Regions from separate parts of the Mus musculus genome. Here all the other regions are linked to region 2. Evidence: chromatin contacts called from public HiChIP or PLAC-seq and promoter capture Hi-C data. All regions are on one chromosome and are shown on one strand. Each heading gives the region's core, a stretch centred on a gene start, on an enhancer-like site or on the middle of the called end of the contact. The rest is flanking DNA. Distances are from core to core; before and after follow the strand shown. Region 1 overlaps Parg (poly (ADP-ribose) glycohydrolase). Region 2 holds the start of Chat (choline acetyltransferase). Region 3 overlaps Parg (poly (ADP-ribose) glycohydrolase).

Evidence for each region. Promoter capture Hi-C pulls out the DNA fragments that hold promoters and counts their contacts. HiChIP or PLAC-seq counts read pairs in DNA pulled down with a chosen protein or histone mark.
Region 1: a promoter capture Hi-C map of epiblast stem cells shows a contact between it and region 2, with 10 times the contacts expected there. The contact joins the enhancer-like site here to the promoter of Chat in region 2. A contact is called at or near these places in 28 of 39 promoter capture datasets (the 3T3-L1 cell line, the C10 cell line, the HPC-7 cell line and 15 more), 5 of 15 datasets of contacts at CTCF or cohesin (embryonic stem cells, large pre-B cells, pro-B cells and 1 more), 161 of 484 Hi-C or Micro-C datasets (the 3T3-L1 cell line, 3T3-L1-derived adipocytes, the 63-12 cell line and 88 more), 22 of 115 datasets of contacts at active chromatin or transcription factors (VIP interneurons, astrocytes, a beta-TC-6 cell line and 15 more) and 4 of 9 other capture datasets (adipose tissue, embryonic stem cells, liver and 1 more).
Region 3: a contact with region 2 is called in an H3K4me3 HiChIP or PLAC-seq map of embryonic stem cells, with 57 read pairs. The contact joins the enhancer-like site here to the promoter of Chat in region 2. A contact is called at or near these places in 23 of 39 promoter capture datasets (the 3T3-L1 cell line, 3T3-L1-derived adipocytes, the C10 cell line and 15 more), 3 of 15 datasets of contacts at CTCF or cohesin (large pre-B cells, pro-B cells and stem cell-derived epiblast-like cells), 9 of 484 Hi-C or Micro-C datasets (the N1E-115 cell line, bone marrow-derived dendritic cells, bone marrow-derived macrophages and 5 more), 19 of 115 datasets of contacts at active chromatin or transcription factors (T-cell acute lymphoblastic leukemia, astrocytes, a beta-TC-6 cell line and 10 more) and 5 of 9 other capture datasets (adipose tissue, embryonic stem cells, liver and 2 more).

Annotation. Positions count from the first base shown.
Region 1 is chr14:32,232,562-32,235,261 of GRCm38.p6, forward strand. The region is part of intron 7 of Parg (poly (ADP-ribose) glycohydrolase); the gene reads left to right. Among named protein-coding and RNA genes, the nearest start is that of Parg, 32 kb to the left of the region's middle. Within about 2 kb of position 1,385, at least 6 of the 459 cell types and tissues checked have an H3K27ac peak or open chromatin away from gene starts, as enhancers often do. A contact at or near this core is called in epiblast stem cells, where this site is marked.
Region 2 is chr14:32,464,465-32,467,164 of GRCm38.p6, forward strand. It overlaps Chat (choline acetyltransferase), which reads right to left and starts at 1,445. Exons shown (of 16, transcript NM_009891.2): 1 at 1,343-1,445. Slc18a3 (solute carrier family 18 (vesicular monoamine), member 3) reads right to left here and starts at 386. Exons shown (of 1, transcript NM_021712.3): 1 at 1-386.
Region 3 is chr14:32,267,720-32,270,419 of GRCm38.p6, forward strand. All of the region lies in intron 13 of Parg (poly (ADP-ribose) glycohydrolase), which reads left to right. It also overlaps the pseudogene Gm7707. Among named protein-coding and RNA genes, the nearest start is that of Ogdhl, 53 kb to the right of the region's middle. Within about 2 kb of position 1,407, at least 6 of the 459 cell types and tissues checked have an H3K27ac peak or open chromatin away from gene starts, as enhancers often do. A contact at or near this core is called in embryonic stem cells and neurons, where this site is marked.

The sequences.
Region 1 (2,700 bases), core at 135-2,634, 230 kb before region 2:
TACAGCTCATTAACCAACGAAAAGGGGGAAGCACAGAGCTGGGGTGGCTCTGTAGACACCTGTGCTTTGTCTCAGTCATATTCAGAGCTACAGATTAGTTAGCTGCTAATTTGTGAAGCTTACCTTCTTAAATATGACAATAATAGACTGGATATTTCCTGAAAACCAGTGTACTGTATTAAAATGTAGAGAACGTTGTTATTGAAGCCATAATTGTGATGGGTGATACACATGAGAGATCACCCTGTGCCTGGCTGTCAGGCTTTGATGAGCCTTCAGAGATTAAGGAGGATGAGTAAGTTTGTTTTCTTGTAAGCTGTCACATTCCTCTCTTCCAACTGTCATCCTGAGCTGTACACAGATAAGTGGTAGAGACATTCACCTGCTCTAGCTGATTTTTTACTCTTACAAAATTTAGTGATAGAATTTTCCTTTTTCTTCTAATGTTTAATTTTTCTGTGCTCTGAAACATGTCTAAAGAATAAGTTAACATTGAACATCTTAGTAATTTTGACTTACTTTTAATTTTTGAAATAGCAACTTGTCTCCTGAAGAGACTTGTAAAATGCTAGTGAAATTTCCAGTAGGCTTAAGATAAATTATAGAAGACTGAGCCCCTAAACAGTTCAGCCACCTTCTAAGAGCCTGCTGTAGTAATTGGCCTAAGCTGTAGAAACTCTGGACAGCAGTAGAAAGGAGGGCGAGCTTTGTAAAATAGGCTGAGTGAGATAGATGGCTGTTAAAGTATTTTTATTAACACTGTTGCACATGAACATCACTGTTCTAGACATGGGGAACCAGCCATTAATCTTGTCTTAAAGGAACTTCCAGTAAGCGTTAGAAAGCGTGTCCATAAATAACAGCACACAGCAGAAAAATTTAAGGCTATTTTAAAAAGAAAACATACACAGAAAAATTGCAGGAGAGAACTGGAAAGGAAAAATAGATGGACTTTGAAACAATTATTTTTTGAACAAGATAGCAAGAAAATTGTTTAGGAACTAAAGAAAGACATTAGAGTCATGGAACTATAAGTTGGTGCCGGGAAGACTGAATAGTTGAGTTGCAGTATGTAAAATGCGCAGGAGGGTGGATATGTGTCTGTGTGGATATCAGCTTTTATGATACGCTAAATAAGACCAGGTAAGCATCAAGGTCAAGATAGACTAAATACTTTAATATTTAGGTAGATATCTAAAGCTGAATTATCTAATATTAATATATAATATTATATAGGTACATAAATATCTTAAACTATGGAGTTTCTACTGTATTGAAAAGGTGATGCAAACCATTGAAAGCTTTCAAGCAGAGCAGGGACACATCAGGATGTGCTTGGGCAGAAACCGAAGGGATTGAGCAGCAGGACACAGTTACATCATGTAGCTAGCATTCCTGTGAAGAGTGGAGAGGGGCTGAGTCAGAGTAGCTTAGTGCTTAAGCGGGAGTGTGGACACAGGTGGTCCTGCTGGCTCAGTCAGTAGGACTCAGATGTTTACTGATGTGGGGGTGTTGTTTTGGTTTTTAAGAGAAAGAGGTTTCAAAATAGTTGTGCATTACTGGCTCATTACCTAATATACTTTAAATTTATGCATGGAGCTATAGTATCCCTCAAACACTATTCTATTAGAACCTTCATAACTGGGAATTAAGCAGAGCCATAGGACCGTTTCCATAAGGAAAGGAAGAGTTTAGGGGTCTCCTGTATTAGAGAATATATGTACATCTGGCTCTATAGCTAGTTTTTGAGTTTCTAAGTTAGCACTTCATTCTCTAAACTACTCTTCATTGTGATCTGGGAGAAAACCCTTGACATTCAATCTTAATGTCTGCCACTCAGTTGTTTAGTATAAAACGACTCATTTACCTTTGGCCTTTACTTCCTCTTGAATGTTCTTGTATTTTTCTGTTTTGCAGGGCTCTTTTGGGGCAAATTATGCTTTCATGACCACCAACTGTATGTGGGCTTCTGTTTGGTTGGGGGTCTGTGTGTGTGTACACCTGTATGTGCATGTGTATACATGGGGCCAAAGGTCACATTCAGGTGCCATTCCTCAGGAGCAATCCACCTTAGCTGTTAGGCTTTGTTGTTTGGTTCTGTTGTGTTGGGACAGGATTTCTCACAGGGGCCTGGGACTTGCTATCTAGTTTTCTCTAGCTGGCTAGCAAGCTCCAGGGCTCTGTCACTTCACCTGTTTTTCTGCCTCTTCTGCACTGCTTTTGATGCCCTTTGTTTTTTAAATATGTTTTCTGGGTGTCCACCTCAGGGCCTCATGAGTATGGGTGTACTTTACTCACTGGGTTCTACTAACTCCCAAGCTCCACTAACTTGTTTTACTGTGTATACTGGTGCTGGGGAACACATCTGTGGCCTTGTACATGCTAAGCAAGGACTCAATCAGTTAGCTGCATCCCTAGCTTTTCCATTGTCTGTCAACTCTTCCTCAGCCAATGATGAATATTATATACTGTGCTTGGTACGGAGGGTTTGAGATGCTTACAGCACAGTCCTTATATGGTCAGTGTTTGTACATTTGAGGCAAGGGGGGAAAATAATAAAATTACTATAAACTGTAGTAACTGCTCTTATAGGTGTGTGTGTTCAGCTACAGAATCATGGAAGAAAGGCCCATTAAACAAGTGGGAGGAAACATCACACAGAGATGAGAACGAATTCCTAAAGTTTAACTAGTGGCAGTT
Region 2 (2,700 bases), core at 195-2,694:
TCGGGTGTCGGCGTCCCGCAGTGCAGAGGCTAGGGTACGGTACTTCGGGGGCGCGGTCCTAGCCGCGTAGCGCCCCCTGTGCTTCAGGTGGCTGTGGGGTTCATATCCCCGAGCTCAGGAGAAAAAAAAAAAAAAATCAAGGATTGTCCCGCGCGGCGCCGCTGCTCTTAGATGCTCCAGGGACCAGTTGCCGCTGTTTCGGATGCAACCGCGGAGGCCGGCAAGCCGAGGGGCTGAGGCGGGAGACTGGACGCGCGGTGCCCAGAGAGAGCAGGAGCAGCCCCTGCCGCGCAGAGAGGCCGTGTGCACCCGCCCAGGGGCATGCTGCCGCCGCCCGCCGTCTCTCCAGCCCTCCCCGCGCGTCCGCTCTTGCCTCTTCCTCCACCGCCGCCTCTCTTTTTTTTTTTTTTTCTCCCTCCACTTGGGGCTATGACGCGGTGAGTCTCGGCCCCCGAGTGGTGCCCGGGCCACTGGCGTCGCTCATGCTAATAGGACGTCGTCGGGGCGGGGGCCGGGGGCCGGGGGCGGGGCGCGTCCGGGCAGGGGTCCGCTTCCGAGATGTTTCCAGGTTGGGAGCAAGGGGAAGGGGATCTTGGCGAGCTGTAGTCCTAGACAAGCCCCTGGGGATGGGTGAGCAGTGGAAGGAACCGGCCCTATGTTTCCCCCAGTTCTGGGACCTATAGGGGTGAGGTTCCCCCAATTGGGAGGAGGGGTGCGGCAGCCGGTTCCCCGCAGCCTGGTGGGAGACGGGAGAGCCGGGGGCTCTAGACCTCCTCCTCAGCCTGGACTTCGGCGCACAGCGGGCACGGAGCCCCCGAGGTGAGCCGCGCTGCCTCCATCTGTTCTCGCAGCTGGAACACGCAGCCGGGACCCAGAGGCACAGCGCAAGCAACCCCCTTCCTCAATCCCGCCCCCAGCCCGTCTCATCCCCTCCTCCGGGAAGGGAGGGGGAAGGTACAGAGCCTTCAGGGTCTGGTTCCGACCCACCTGCCCTTAGGCAGAAAGTCTTAGCAGCTAATTCCAGTCTTTAAGGGTTTGAGTATTGAGAGGAGGAGTCGTTCTTTGCACCCAGGGTCCTGGAAGTCAAAACTAACACTTTTTGACCTCCCCCTACCTGGCCTCTCCTTTTCGGCTTTCCGGGCGCGGGTCTCTCCCCCCCCCCCCCCCAGCTCCGCCTATTTTCCCTTCCTTTCTACTCTCCCACTCCTCTTTCTAACTCCTCCCTGGCCCTCTTCTCTCCAGACCTTACCCTCCCTCTGCTCTTGAGAGCCTCCGCCCACTTTTCTGCATTTCCTCACCCCACCCCCACCCCGGCCGCCTCCAAGTCTTGAGTGGGGCTCACAAGTGGCGTGGAAGCTTCTGGGTCTCACGCAGCAGGGCCTCTGCAGCTTTGCTGTCAGTAGAGGCTTAGGAAGGCTCACCTTCCTTCCGGGAGGGCTGCACACGCTGAGCGTCCTGATTTGCAGGCGACAGGCTGAACAGATCAGCCTATGCGTTGGGCCCAGTGTGTCCTCAGAAGAGTTTTGACCCTAGATGGCACGTGAGGCCCGAGTTCCAGTCCACAGACTGGAAGGAGAGAGGATGCCAGTCAGCTGAGATTGGAGGTGGTGGTGACGTTGAGATTGGACTTTCCCTGTCTTGCGGAATCACAGGAGCCTTCAGATCCCAAGCTAGCCTCGGATTTAGCTTCTTCCACTGGGCTTCCCACCCGGGAAGGAGACATCGTGATCTGGGCTCCAGAGGCAGACAAATAGGATGGCTTCCAGAGCTACCACTTACTAGATAACAGTGCCAAGGGAGACGTTGTTTCTCCTTCTGCCCCCACTGTCCCTTTATTTATCTGTAAAATGGAGTACCTACAGCTTAGGGTGTGGTACACGCATGATGAGAAGCATCAGTATTTGCCATTGTTGCTGTGACATGCTCTGCCCTGTGTTCATGTCACAGTGGAGGGTCTTGTGAAGAGCAGACAGACACCAGGGCCATCCTGACTCTCTGGCTTATCCCTCGAGTGGGAAGGCATTGTGAGCCTGGTCTCTGTCCGAGCTGGTAGAAGATACAGAAAGAGCTGGAAAGTTGGCTTCTCTTCTTATGCCAGCTGCAAGATGATGTGACAGAGACCAGAGTCAGGGAGAGAAGGCAGCACTCAAGTGGTCTAGCCCAACCTCTCAACCCCGTACACAGGTACTCCTGAAAGGAGGAGACTCACCTAAGTAGAGAGCTGCCCAGTCACATGCCCTGTGATGGCCCAGCTGCCCTTAAAATGAGGGAAGAAGCCTAAATATGAGGACAGCTGTGGCTCTGGATAATGTTGGGCAAGTCACAGTTGCCCTACCTCTGGCCCACTTGGCCTCTGTTCATCAAGAGGTTACCAAAATTCACACTGCTGAAAGTGCAGCAAAACGACTTTAAATATTATCCCACTGCCTTTGTTCATAGCACATACTCCAGAGACTCGCTTTCCCTCAGCTTGCTCCATGTACTCTGTCACCTGCTTGGCTCTCCAGACACTCTAGTTTAAGAATACTCTGGGTTCCTCTGACTTTTCTACAAAAGCTACACTGATGGTTTTTAAAGAGGTATTCCACACCCTACATGGTAACGATTATTTATTCATATATTGTCGCGCCGTCTGAGTAAAATCAGGAGGCAGGATGACACGGGAGGCAGCAGTTTTCTCTCTAGTGGTTAACAGACAGT
Region 3 (2,700 bases), core at 157-2,656, 200 kb before region 2:
CAGTGACCTTCGCCATCTTCCTAGAACCCAGATGCGGCGGGGAGAGAGCTGCCATGAACTCTTGACGGGATTTTTCCTTAAGTGAAGGATATTTGGCCTAATAGTCTGTTTCATTTTAGGTGGAAACTTAACAATTGTTATTTTATAGTTTTCAGCTATTTTGCTTTTAAAAGACAAAACATATGTTTGCATAATTGCAAGGTTATAGTAGGCAGCCTTTTGCTGTTATGAACAGGAAAGGGGAGACTTGTCTACTTCTAGACAGAAAGCATCATCAGGGGCATTCCTGTAGACGATTTGTTTGCTCTACTGCTTTGCAAAGTTAAGGTCATTGACATGGTTTGGAAGGAGTTTTCATTTGTCTTACTTAGTTTTCTAAGTGATTCATGGGATTAAAAAAAAAGTGAGCACTATTAATAACCCTGAGTTTCAGATGATGGTTAGCCAGGGTCACATGACCAGTAAGGATTCACCTGTGGGTCCCATGTTTCCTAATGTCAGTTGGTGCTTTTTACCACACTGTGCTATCTGTGAAGATGTGGCTTTCTTTTCTGAGACATTGTCTTATGTGTCATCAAGGCTGCTCGCAAACTCCCAGCAGTGTCTTTGCCTCTGCCTTCAGAGCCGCTGCCTGGCTGTGAGTGTGAGCGTCTAAAGAGTCCATTGTGTGTCCCTGTAGAGTACTTCTGAACTTACTATTTTAACTTCAGTTAGTGTGGTGCTTTCTGTTTCATTTGCTTTGTGTGTGCTCTGTGCATGTGAACATACAAGAGCATCCAGCTATACTTACAGGTCTGAACAAGAAATGTCAAGGACATTAGACTTGTTTTCTTGGTTTGTAGCATAAAAAAATTCAAAGTAAATTTATGGGAACTAAGATATAAATTACTTTAAAATTATTTTGACAGGTGGTATGCTAAACAATACATTAGAAACTGCAGTACTTAACCTTTATTATGGGAAATTATAAATCATATACTAAAAATAGAGTAATTTTCATAATGTTACATTCATATGCCTTTTTGCATGCATATAATGTATTTTGAAGAAACTCCAAACTTACTGAGTTATCACAAGAAAAACATATTGAATTTTAGGGTCTTACTTTGTAACTCAGGCTGTCCTTGAATTCAGGATCCTTATGTTTCAACTTCCTGAGTTAGCATTGCAGGTGTGTGTCACCACACCCAGCTTCATATCTGTAAAAATTTACCAGCGTACCTCTTTTCCTCTCCATTTTCTTTTCCTCGATATTTAAGAGTATATTAAAGACATTAGTCCCCTTTACTCCTAAATATTTTATCATGTATTTCCTAAAGATCAGTGAGTCCACCTACTGAGGGTTTGGGGTGTGTAGCGGCTTTGTGCTTTGTGCTAACTAGGATCCACACCCCTCTGTGTGAGCTCCCTGGCTCTGGGCTTTATCCTGAGTAGCATCTGCTGCTCTGTGGAAGCCCCACTGGGTTTGTATTGTCCTGGTCATTTACTTTTGGACTGTTTACCTTCGAGTGTCTATTTGTTTTCAGAAAGAGTCTCACTGTGGGCTAAGTAGCCTCAAATTTGTGGTGATCCCCAGCTTCTTCATGAGACACTATGCCAGGCTTAATTTTAAGTTTATTATGGGCTTGTGTCAGCTCAGCCACAGCCTCTGTGTAATCAAACACTGAATTCATATGTTCCTATAAAGATAATTTGTAGATGTGATTAAAAGTCCACAGTAGTTTAGTTAAGACTTAAGAAGGGACGTTATTTGCCTCGTTCTGTGAGGGTCTAGTTCAGTCAGTTAAGAGAGAAGCTTCCCAGAAGAAATCCTCTTCTGGACAGTGGCACTGCCAGCTTGCTAAAGCTGTTTATTTAGCCCCAGAGTTGTGTGAGCCAAGTCCTTGCAGTGAATCTGATTGCTTCTGTTTCTTTGGTTTCCCTGTGACTGATGCGTAGCTCTTGTGAGTAAGCCTGCTATGAACATTCCTCTGAGCAATTCTTTACGTTATTTTTATTTCATGTGTTTGGGTACTTTGCCTACATCTATGCCTGTATGCCACTTGTATGCCTGAGCTTGCAGTGGCCAGGAGAGGGCATCGGATCCCCTAGAACTGGGGTTTTGAGGTGCTGTGTGAGGGTTAGGAATTGACTTTGAGTCCTCTGGAAAAACAGGCAATGCTCTTGATCACTGTTGCCCCTACTGTACAATTCTTATTGGTATACATCTTTGTTTTCTATCGGTAAAAACCTACATGTGACATTTCCAGCTCAAACTGTTCATGTTTAATTTATAAGAAATACCAGACTTTTCAAAATTATTGTGCCATGTGTTTCACCAGTAGTGCGAGATTTCTGCTTATCCTATTTCCTTATCAGCCCTTGGTGTAACCTTTTCATTGTTTGCTTGGTTGCTTGTGTTTGTTTGGGTTTTTGTTGTGGTTTGAGACAAGGTCTCATCTTGTAACTCTGGCTGGCCGGCAACTCACAAAAATTCACCTGCCTCTGCTTTCCAACAAGAATTAACACATGGCTTCTCTTGTGGCCATTTCTGTTTCAGCCATACATTGAGATTTATTATGGTATCTCACTCTGGTTTTAATGTGATTGCTAATGACTGATAATGTTAAGCATTATTTCATAAGATGTTTGCCAACTTCGTACTTTCCATATGAGGTATACATTCATGATTTCTGCCCATTTTTGTAAATTGAGTTGTGT